3 separate regions of the Pan troglodytes genome follow, and all the other regions are linked to region 3. A link is a contact called in public HiChIP or PLAC-seq data. All regions are on one chromosome and are shown on one strand. Each heading gives the region's core, a stretch centred on a gene start, on an enhancer-like site or on the middle of the called end of the contact. The rest is flanking DNA. Distances are from core to core; before and after follow the strand shown. Region 1 holds the start of PHF12 (PHD finger protein 12). Region 2 holds the start of DHRS13 (dehydrogenase/reductase 13). Region 3 holds the start of TLCD1 (TLC domain containing 1).

Region 1 (3,219 bases), core at 269-2,768, 230 kb before region 3:
ATCCATGACCTTATCATTCTTTCCAGGCACCAAGAGGGTCATCAGAAAAGCGAAAAGTCAGGAAAACAGAAACCTAAGACTCCATACACTGACATCCCCACTCTATCTAACTCATCCTCCTTACTGTCCCCAAAGCAAGCATAGTAATTCCTTAGACACAGTCGACATAGTGTAATGGACAGTGTCTGGCTTGAGAATCAAGAAATCCAATTCTTAGGTCTGCCATAAATGCACTATGTGACCTAGGCAAATCACTGCGCCTCCCTGTGCATCTGGAAAAGAGGGGATTAAATCAGATGGTCTCTAAACCCTTGCTAGTTTGACGACTCTGAGAATGCTGTGTCCCTTAACATTAAAAGTGGGCCGAGCACAGCTACGAAGCAACAATTCCAACTAAACCCCTAGTGTCAAGCACAACGATACAATTCTCTTTTCCACTGCTTCATCCACCATCAGGCAGCAATAACCAGCCGCCCATCTCTGACGGCAATACCAAGGGGAGGAGCGGGCGCCCTGAAAAGGAGCATGAATCCCTGCCCAGAATGCGAGGCGGGCCCTCAGACTACAAATCCCGGCATGCAGCACTGACGCTCTCAAAAGTATCCCTTCCTGGCCGGCAAATGACTCTTCCCCGGGTCTATCCTACCATAGAGTGCATCGCACGCACATGGAACTACAGTTCCCACAATCCATCAGACCTATCGCGATTCTTGCTCCCAGGATGCAATGCGCCCCCGTTCGCCCTTTAGACCCTTTGGCGTTGCAAACTGGGAGTTGGAGTCCGGGGTACGCAGGTAGCTGGGCGTTGTCAGGATTACAAACTCTCCACTTTAGGCTTCCTCTTGAAGAGCAGATCTCAGGGACAGTGGTGAAGAGAGGGTGGTAACGGGCAGGCGGAACTCTCCAGTGCCACCACCACGCAAGACAGGGATGCTCAGGATACAATTAACTGATAAAATTATCTGTCAGGAGCGGGAGAGAATTAGGAACCACAGTCATCCCACACGCCTCCAAAAGCGTCATTTTCTGTCTCAAATGGCTTTTCTCTTTACCAATATGGTGGCCTGGTCCAGCCACACCTGATGGTAGAACCAAACGGTCAAGTACAACATCCCTAGGAATACTGCTGTCACCGACAGGCGACCAGCTCCATCCAACACCACACCTTGCTCCTTTCTGTTCATGCCTGAGGACTCCAAGGGCATGATAGCCCATATCCCATTACCAAAATGGCGAAAGGAGCAGCTTTCTTGTGAGGGCCTGCGGCAGGCAATACGCCTGCGCGGGAGGCGTCTGTGTTATGGAGAGGAAGGGGGAGCACCCCCAACACGCCTGCGCAGAACAGAGTCTTCTTAGTTTGCACACAAACACCAATGGATGAAAAAGTCCCTAGCTTCCTGCGGCTGCGCCTTGACCCCTACAAGCTTTCTCAAGCGCCTGCGCGAGACCTCAGGTCCCGCCCTTTTGTCTCAGTGCGCTGGCGCAGGGCAGAAAGGTGGGGCTTCGGTCCTCCAGACGAATGCCAGCGCGGCTGCGCGCTGGGGGGTACTCCCTCACCGCGGCTGCGCGGGAGCCAGGCCGCCGGCTGTCACTGCGGTTGCGCGCGGCGAGCGCCGATCCCGGGGCGCCTGCGCGGGTGGCTTTGCGGGCGCTCGCGGTAAGTTTGCGCCAAGTGCGCGGCAGCCGGGACGCAGACGGCGGCGGCGGCGAGAGGCGGAGCCCGGGGACCACCCCCCATCACCCTCCCCCCAGTCACCTCACGTACCACAACCTCACGTAACCTCTCACCCCCCCTCCGATACCCCCAGCCCCGGGATGGCAGCGCCCGCCAGCCTTCCCGGCCGGACCGGCTGTCGCCAGTGCCGGCTTTAGCCTGTGGGACTAGGCCCCGCCGAGGCCTGACCCCCGGAGCCGGGACCCACTGTGCAGCCAGCAGCCGGGCCGGGACTGAGGGGCCGCTCCCCCCTCGCGGCCCGTCGGGAGGACGCTGTCGTCCCGGGGACTGGGGGCCGGGGGGTGGGGGGGAGCCAGGGCGAGGAAGTCGGGACCCGTATTGGGAAAAAAGCGGGGCCGGGGTCAGGAGCGCCCCCTCCCCTCACCTCCCCCCTCCCCCCGGGGTTGGGGGGGCCGGAGCAGAGAGCACCCAGCCCGGGAGGTGGATGAATGTGGGAGAAAATGGAGACCAAGACGATCGTGTACGACTTGGACACATCAGGGGGGCTGATGGAGGTAAGAGTGGCCCTCCTCATCTCCTTCCTCCAGCGCCGGGAGGGAACCTCCGCCCTCCGCCCCACAAAGCCGGTCCTAAACTCGAAGCGCCTAGAGGGCCGAGGGAGGGGGATTCTTCCTCACCTAGCCTCTCCCTCCCCTCTTTGCAATTTAGGGGGCTGAGCTCAGCCTCCGAGGACGTTTGCAGCAGTTTCACCTACCCGCCGCCCTCGATTCGCTCTCCCGAGGCGCCAGCCCACTCCATCTCGTTGCACCGGCAGGCCTCCCCACCCCCTTCTTGTTGGCCCCTTTGTGCTTCCCCCAGCACGTCCGGGTACCGGGCTTCGGGCCTCTCCCGAGCCGGTCTTTGGAGTCCCCCACTGTCCATACAAGGAAGTGGCAAGAAGGGAACCGCGCACCCTCTTCCCATCCCCCTACCCTTGATCCTCCCCATTTGGAAGAAGCTGTTCTCGTTGTTGTGCTGCAGGAACGCGGTTAGGGTGGGCTCCCCCTGGTTCCGGGGGCTGAGAGATTCTGGGAGCAGCCTGGATGGGAGGAAGAAGGACAAAAGGGGGGAGAGGGGTGGGTGACGGAGAAACCGCGCCGGGGGGGCGACGGACCGCCCGGGAGCTCCGAGTGTGCACACACGCCGTTTGTATGTGTGTGCAGCAAATCCAAGCTCTGCTGGCTCCCCCCAAGACGGACGAAGCAGAAAAGCGCAGTCGGAAGCCTGAGAAGGAGCCCCGGAGAAGCGGCAGGGCCACCAACCACGACAGCTGCGATAGCTGCAAGGAAGGTGGAGATCTCCTGTGCTGCGACCACTGCCCGGCTGCCTTCCACCTCCAGTGCTGGTAAGGTCTGGGGACCCTTTTGGAGCTTCTTGGCGGACCCTTCTCTGCGCATTCCTTTACCCGGCCTGCCCCTGACTGCCGAAATAACGGGCGCTTGCAGCCGCTAGCTGACTTTCTGCAGCTGCCGGGGCGAGCACCTCCCCGCCCCCAGGTGTCCGCC
Region 2 (2,826 bases), core at 315-2,814, 180 kb before region 3:
TGAACTCCCTAAGGACAGAAACTTGTATATCTTCCACTCGGAATTTCCAAGTCTAACTACACTGCTGGGCACACCATAAGTGCCAAATACCAGGTTCTAAATTGTACTGAATGTATCAGGCAACGGCCTTCTGCCCTGGAATGCTCTTACCCATTTGTTCCTAGCCAGCCCCACCCTTCCTGCCACCATGGTCACTTGTAATTGAGTGATGGAGCTTCTCTGCCTGTCTCTTATCACCTATGAGAACCATTCCAAAGGCAAATTTCCTCCTGAAAGGCAATAACAGATTTTACTCTCTATCTCTTCCTGCTTCCCTTCAGCCATGGAAGGCACTAGTGGGGTTGAGGTAGGGAGATACAGAGGGGGAATGAAGGAGTGAATTCTGACACCCCTTAACTGCCTGTGCCACCTTTAACAGTGTCCTCTCTAGCCTGTGTGGGGAGAACAGGGAAGAATCCTAGAAGCTGGGGGCTGGATGTGAAGATAAGAAAACGAAGGATTTGGCCCAGTGCAGAGGCTCACACCTGTAATCCCAGCACTTTGAGAGGCTGAGGCAGGTGGGTCACTTAAGGTCAGAAGTTTGAGACCAACCTGGCCAACATAGTGAAAACCCTTCTCTACTAAAATACAAAAATTAGCCGGGTGTGGTGTCACACACCTGTGATCCCAGCTACTCTGGATTCTGAGGCAGGAGAATTGCTTGAACCCGGGAAGCAGAGGTTGCAGTGAGCCGGGATCACGCCACTGCACTCCAGCCTGGGCAACGAGAGCGAAACTCCGTCTCAAAAGAAAGAAAGAAAGAAAGAAAGGAAAGAAGGAAGGAAGGGAGGGAGGGAAGGAAGGGAGGGAAGGAAGGGAGGGAGGGAAGGGAGGGAGGGAGGAAGGAAGGAAGGAAGGAAGGAAGGAAGGAAGGAAGGAAGGAAGGAAAGGAAGGAAGGAAAGGAAAGGAAGGAGAAGGATTTGTTCAGAAGGGAAGGAAGGAGAAGGATTTGTTCAGAAGGGAAGGAAGGAGAAGGATTTGTTCAGAAGGGAAGGAAGGAGAAGGATTTGTTCCTAGAGGGAAAAGCATCTAGGACTAGACTCAAAGACACACGTGTATTCATGTACACACCTAACTTCAGAAGGGAGGGACTGTGCTACATACACCTCGAGTAAACATATGGAGATATGCAAGCACATGCACTGGCAGAGACTACAGATGCAGGCACATACCTGGAGGGACTCTGCCGGAATGCACACAAACACCTACAAGGTGCTTACATGAGCTCACACACAGGATCCAGAGGCACGCACACAACCCAAAGGGTGATCCTCGGGGACATGGGCACATACACACCTAGAGATCATTCACATACAAGCGTTGCAGATGCATGCACATACCTAGCGTGCACTCACAGGGTGTACGTGGACACACACACCCAGGAGTTCACACAGGCACACACCTAGGGGGCGCTCCCAGGGCCCAAGCGCACACACGCACCTCAAAGGTGTCCACAGAGGCACACGCCCCCAGGACGCCGACGCACGCCTAGGGGGCGCTCGCAGGGCCGGCGCGCACCCGCACGCGCACACACCCCTGCCCAGCCTCCTGCCCGCCTCCGCCTTCGGAGGCTGACGCGCCCCGGCGCCGTTCCAGGCCTGTGCAGGGCGGATCGGCAGCCGCCTGGCGGCGATCCAGGGCGGTGCGGGGCCTGGGCGGGAGCCGGGAGGCGCGGCCGGCATGGAGGCGCTGCTGCTGGGCGCTGGGTTGCTGCTGGGCGCTTACGTGCTTGTCTACTACAACCTGGTGAAGGCCCCGCCGTGCGGCGGCATGGGCAACCTGCGGGGCCGCACGGCCGTGGTCACGGGTGAGTGCGGAGGCGGGTGAGTGCGAGCTGGCGGGGCGCGCGGAGAGGAGGCCGGGCCGGCGGTAGCAGCGGCCCGCCGGGCTCAGCTCAGCTCGGCTCCCGCCCGCGGTCCGCAGGCGCCAACAGCGGCATCGGAAAGATGACGGCGCTGGAGCTGGCGCGCCGGGGAGCGCGCGTGGTGCTGGCCTGCCGCAGCCAGGAGCGCGGGGAGGCGGCTGCCTTCGACCTCCGCCAGGTGAGAGGCAGCGGGGGCGCGTGGGACGGTGAGCCGAGAACCCGCCGGGACACAGAGAAGCCAGCAAAGGGGCTACGGAGGATCCGGGTCCAGGGAGGAGAGCGCGGCGCGGGCGGCTGAGCGCGAAGAGGGAGTGCACGGAGCGCTGGGGTCACCCGAGGAAGGCGCACCAGAGCCGAGTGGGGGAGGGGCTTCCTGAAGGCCGTAATTGCAGTTCTGAGACGTTTAAGCATCAGTAGAAGTTGGGTTAATGATTAGTAGGAAAGGGAACAGCAGAGGGCACAGCATAAGCAAAGGCTCTGAGGCAAAGAGAGCTGGACTGATCTGAAAAACTGAGAAAAAGATTTAATGAGGCTGGAGCACAAAGTATGAGGAAGATGGGCAAATGAGGGGGCTGGAGAACATTCTAGAGCCTATTGAGAAGCTTGGATTTTATAGATTGGGCAGCAGAGACCAGTGGAGACCATGAACGGCCCTCAGTAGGCTCCGGACTGTCAGAATAGCCTTTGGAAGGAACTCCTTTGTGGCTGCGTGGTGCCTGGAGTGGGGGGGCAAGAACGGGAGAGAGGAGACCAGTGAGAAGTTACAGATTTTAGGGTAAATGGTAATGGGGAAAGGAGGTGATAATAATAATAGCAAGTACCTACCCAGTGCTGCTAGAGTGTATTTTACACGTTAACTCCTTTCATCCTCACAAAAGCTCAGTGAGATTGGGACTGTTGTTATTATTATTCCCTTTACGCA
Region 3 (2,794 bases), core at 53-2,552:
GGGGGAAATACCAAGTCGTGCAAGTTGATTCACCTGAAGAGGACATGACACGGTCTCGGGCCGTCCCGACTAGTGAGCGCCGCGCTCGTCAGCACTCTCAACTCCCCTTTCACACACGCGCTGCAGGAGGGTAATCTGCCCTCAGTGCTCATCTTCCCATGGGGGAAGATGGGGGCGGTAGTGGGTCAGTACCTGAAAGCATCAAGGGGAGAAGGAAAGACCGCGGTTTCGCCGAAATGAGCTCAAGGCAAAAGCCTAGAGGCAGGGGGCTGGTTAGTGTGACCAGCTAGGCTCTTTACCGGAAGTGAGGTTAATTCCAGGTTCTCCCGGGCTCCTGCTCTGCGGGAGCTCTAGAAAAACTCAGTATTCGGCCAGGCGCGGTGGCTCACGCCTGTAATTCCAGCACTTTGGGGAGGCCGAGGCGGGCGGATCACCTGAGGTCAGGAGTTTGAGACCAACCTGGCCAACATGGTAAAACCTCGTCTCTACTAAAAATACAAAAATTAGTTGGGCATGGTGGCGCGCGCTTGTAATCCCAGCTACTCGGGAGGCTGAGGCAGGAGAATCGCTTGAATCTGGGAGGCGGAGGTTGCAGTGAGCCGAGATCGTGCCATTGCACTCCAGCCTGGGCGATAGAGTGAGCCTCCATCTCAAAAAAAAAAAAAAAAAGAAAACCTCAGTATTCAGGAGGAGGATGGTCACTAACCTGAAGGTTAGCGTCCCTGTATCAGAGTGGGCAAGGGGTGTGAGGAAAGGGGCGTTTTATCTTCTGCCCCTGTCCTGGCTCTCGCAAGGGTATCCAAACCCACCCACGTGGAATGACTGCTGGAAGGGCGCTGGCTCTGGCCGGTGTCGGCCGGCGGACAGAGCAGCTCTGTGAGCCAAGGGGAGGGGCGGGAAAGCCGCTCACCCAGGACACCCGTGTTCTCACCTAGAAACCGACTGGGCTTTGGTTGACTTAAGAGTCCCACAGGGGTTAATGTGTAACCTTGGAGCCATAGGGAAGGAAAACACTCAAACGGCTTGGTCCCTGGGTCCTTGCGCCTCAGGTTTTCGGCTTCTTCCTCCCGCCCGCAGCACCTTTCCCCTCCCCCGCTTCTTCCCGCCCCTCCTCTATTACCACCCTCTTCTCCCTCCCCGCTCTCATCTCCGCTTAACTTCCCTCGCTGGCTCTCAGCTGCTCCTCCTTTCGCCCAGAGTTTATACCTAAACTCTCCCCGAAAGCAGCTGCCTCGCTCGGAGGCGGGAGGGGGAGCCCGCGCCACAGTGAGGGCAGGCTGACACCTAGTGACTAGGAGCCGCAACTGCTGCAAGCTACCGGCTTGGAGAGCGCGGGTCACTCCAGCTGTCCCGGCAAATCGGAGGTCTTGCTTGCCCAGCCTCCGGGGAGCCGGGCCGAGGGCCGGGACTGTCTGAGGGAGGACTGTGACAGTCGCCCGGCCCCAGGAGTTTAAGAGCCGGCGGGAAGAGGTGGCGATGGGTTACTCAGCAGTTCCCAAGTGCCCACCTCGCGGGCGCGGGAGGGACAGGTAAACACGGGACTCCGGCCAGAAGACTGCGAGTGGTGCGGTAGGGGCACTGGGTCTGCACGGAGACCACTGTCGGACGCGGGGCTCCCGAGCCCACCCCAGGACCAGGACTTAGGGGGCGTGGGCGTGTCGGGTCCCGTCCAGCTCTGCGCAGAAAGTAGAGGGCGGAGAGAGCTCTCGCGGTACCCGCCCAGGGCGGGGTAGCCGGTGGCCCGGGGAAAAGTAGGGACGCGGGTTAATGAGGCCAGGCGAGCGAGGGCAGCGGGGACTCCGTCGGCAGTCGGGAGGCGCCAGCGAGGGGTGTCTCGGCGACGACGCCCTCAGCACAGCTCCTAGTTACCCGAAGTCCGCGGGAGCCGGCCGGTGGCCGAGAGGCCACGGGGACACCCGGCTCGCGCGGCAGCAGCGCCTGAGGGGCGGGGGCAGGCGGGCGGGGCGGGGCGGGGGCGGAGGCAGGCGGGCGGGGCGGGGGCGCGGGCGGCTGGGGGCGGGGGCAGAGGCCTCGCAGGGAGGGCGAGGAGGAGCCAAGGGGCCTAGAGGGCTTCGCCAACTGTGTGGGGCTGGCGGCCGGCCTAGACTGGCCCGAGAGGGACCCCGGTTCCCAGAACAGACCTAGGAGGCGGCCTCGAGGGCGGACGGCAGGGAGGGCCAGCATGCCCCGACTGCTGCACCCCGCCCTGCCGCTGCTCCTGGGCGCCACGCTGACCTTCCGGGCGCTCCGGCGCGCGCTCTGTCGCCTGCCCCTACCCGTGCACGTGCGCGCCGACCCCCTGCGCACCTGGCGCTGGCACAACCTGCTCGTCTCCTTCGCTCACTCCATTGTGTCGGGGATCTGGGCACTGCTGTGGTGAGTGAGCGACTGTGGAAATGAGGTGGCCAGGGGATCCTGAGCGGGGAGCCGGGGCCGGCTCTTGTGTTACTACCCCCATCGCTCACCGGCGGGCTGAGGCCACGCAGTCTCACCTGATCCCGTTTGGTATCCTATCCAACCAAAAGCCGCAGTGGCCCCAGGGGAGGGGGATCGCCCCTGGGAAACTGGAGGCTCTTGGGTTTTGCCCAGCCACTCTTAGCTTCCCAGTCAGCCACTAGCGCGAGCCCAGGCTCCCCCGGGGCTGCGAAGGGTAACCGAGAAGTTGATGGTCCTTGAGGGTGCCGAAATGCAGAGCCTCCTCTTCCCTCCTTTCCAGTGTATGGCAGACTCCTGACATGTTAGTGGAGATTGAGACGGCGTGGTCACTTTCTGGCTATTTGCTCGTTTGCTTCTC

What was found. HiChIP or PLAC-seq counts read pairs in DNA pulled down with a chosen protein or histone mark.
Region 1: a contact with region 3 is called in an H3K4me3 HiChIP or PLAC-seq map of stem cell-derived excitatory neurons, with 9 times the contacts expected there. The contact joins the promoter of PHF12 here to the promoter of TLCD1 in region 3. A contact is called at or near these places in 1 of 7 Hi-C or Micro-C datasets (stem cell-derived neural progenitor cells) and 1 of 1 datasets of contacts at active chromatin or transcription factors (stem cell-derived excitatory neurons).
Region 2: an H3K4me3 HiChIP or PLAC-seq map of stem cell-derived excitatory neurons shows a contact between it and region 3, with 5 times the contacts expected there. The contact joins the promoter of DHRS13 here to the promoter of TLCD1 in region 3. A contact is called at or near these places in 2 of 7 Hi-C or Micro-C datasets (induced pluripotent stem cells and stem cell-derived neural progenitor cells) and 1 of 1 datasets of contacts at active chromatin or transcription factors (stem cell-derived excitatory neurons).

Annotation. Positions count from the first base shown.
Region 1 is chr19:38,628,490-38,631,708 of NHGRI_mPanTro3-v2.0_pri, forward strand. PHF12 (PHD finger protein 12) reads left to right here and starts at 1,519. Exons shown (of 15, transcript XM_003315555.7): 1 at 1,519-2,229; 2 at 2,878-3,059. The coding sequence starts at 2,164.
Region 2 is chr19:38,677,036-38,679,861 of NHGRI_mPanTro3-v2.0_pri, forward strand. It overlaps DHRS13 (dehydrogenase/reductase 13), which reads left to right and starts at 1,565. Exons shown (of 5, transcript XM_016932160.4): 1 at 1,565-1,847; 2 at 1,964-2,082. The coding sequence starts at 1,721.
Region 3 is chr19:38,856,185-38,858,978 of NHGRI_mPanTro3-v2.0_pri, forward strand. It overlaps TLCD1 (TLC domain containing 1), which reads left to right and starts at 1,303. Exons shown (of 4, transcript XM_003315562.5): 1 at 1,303-1,529; 2 at 2,717-2,794. The coding sequence starts at 1,477. It overlaps NEK8 (NIMA related kinase 8), which reads right to left and starts at 194. Exons shown (of 15, transcript XM_016932161.4): 1 at 34-194. The coding sequence starts at 152.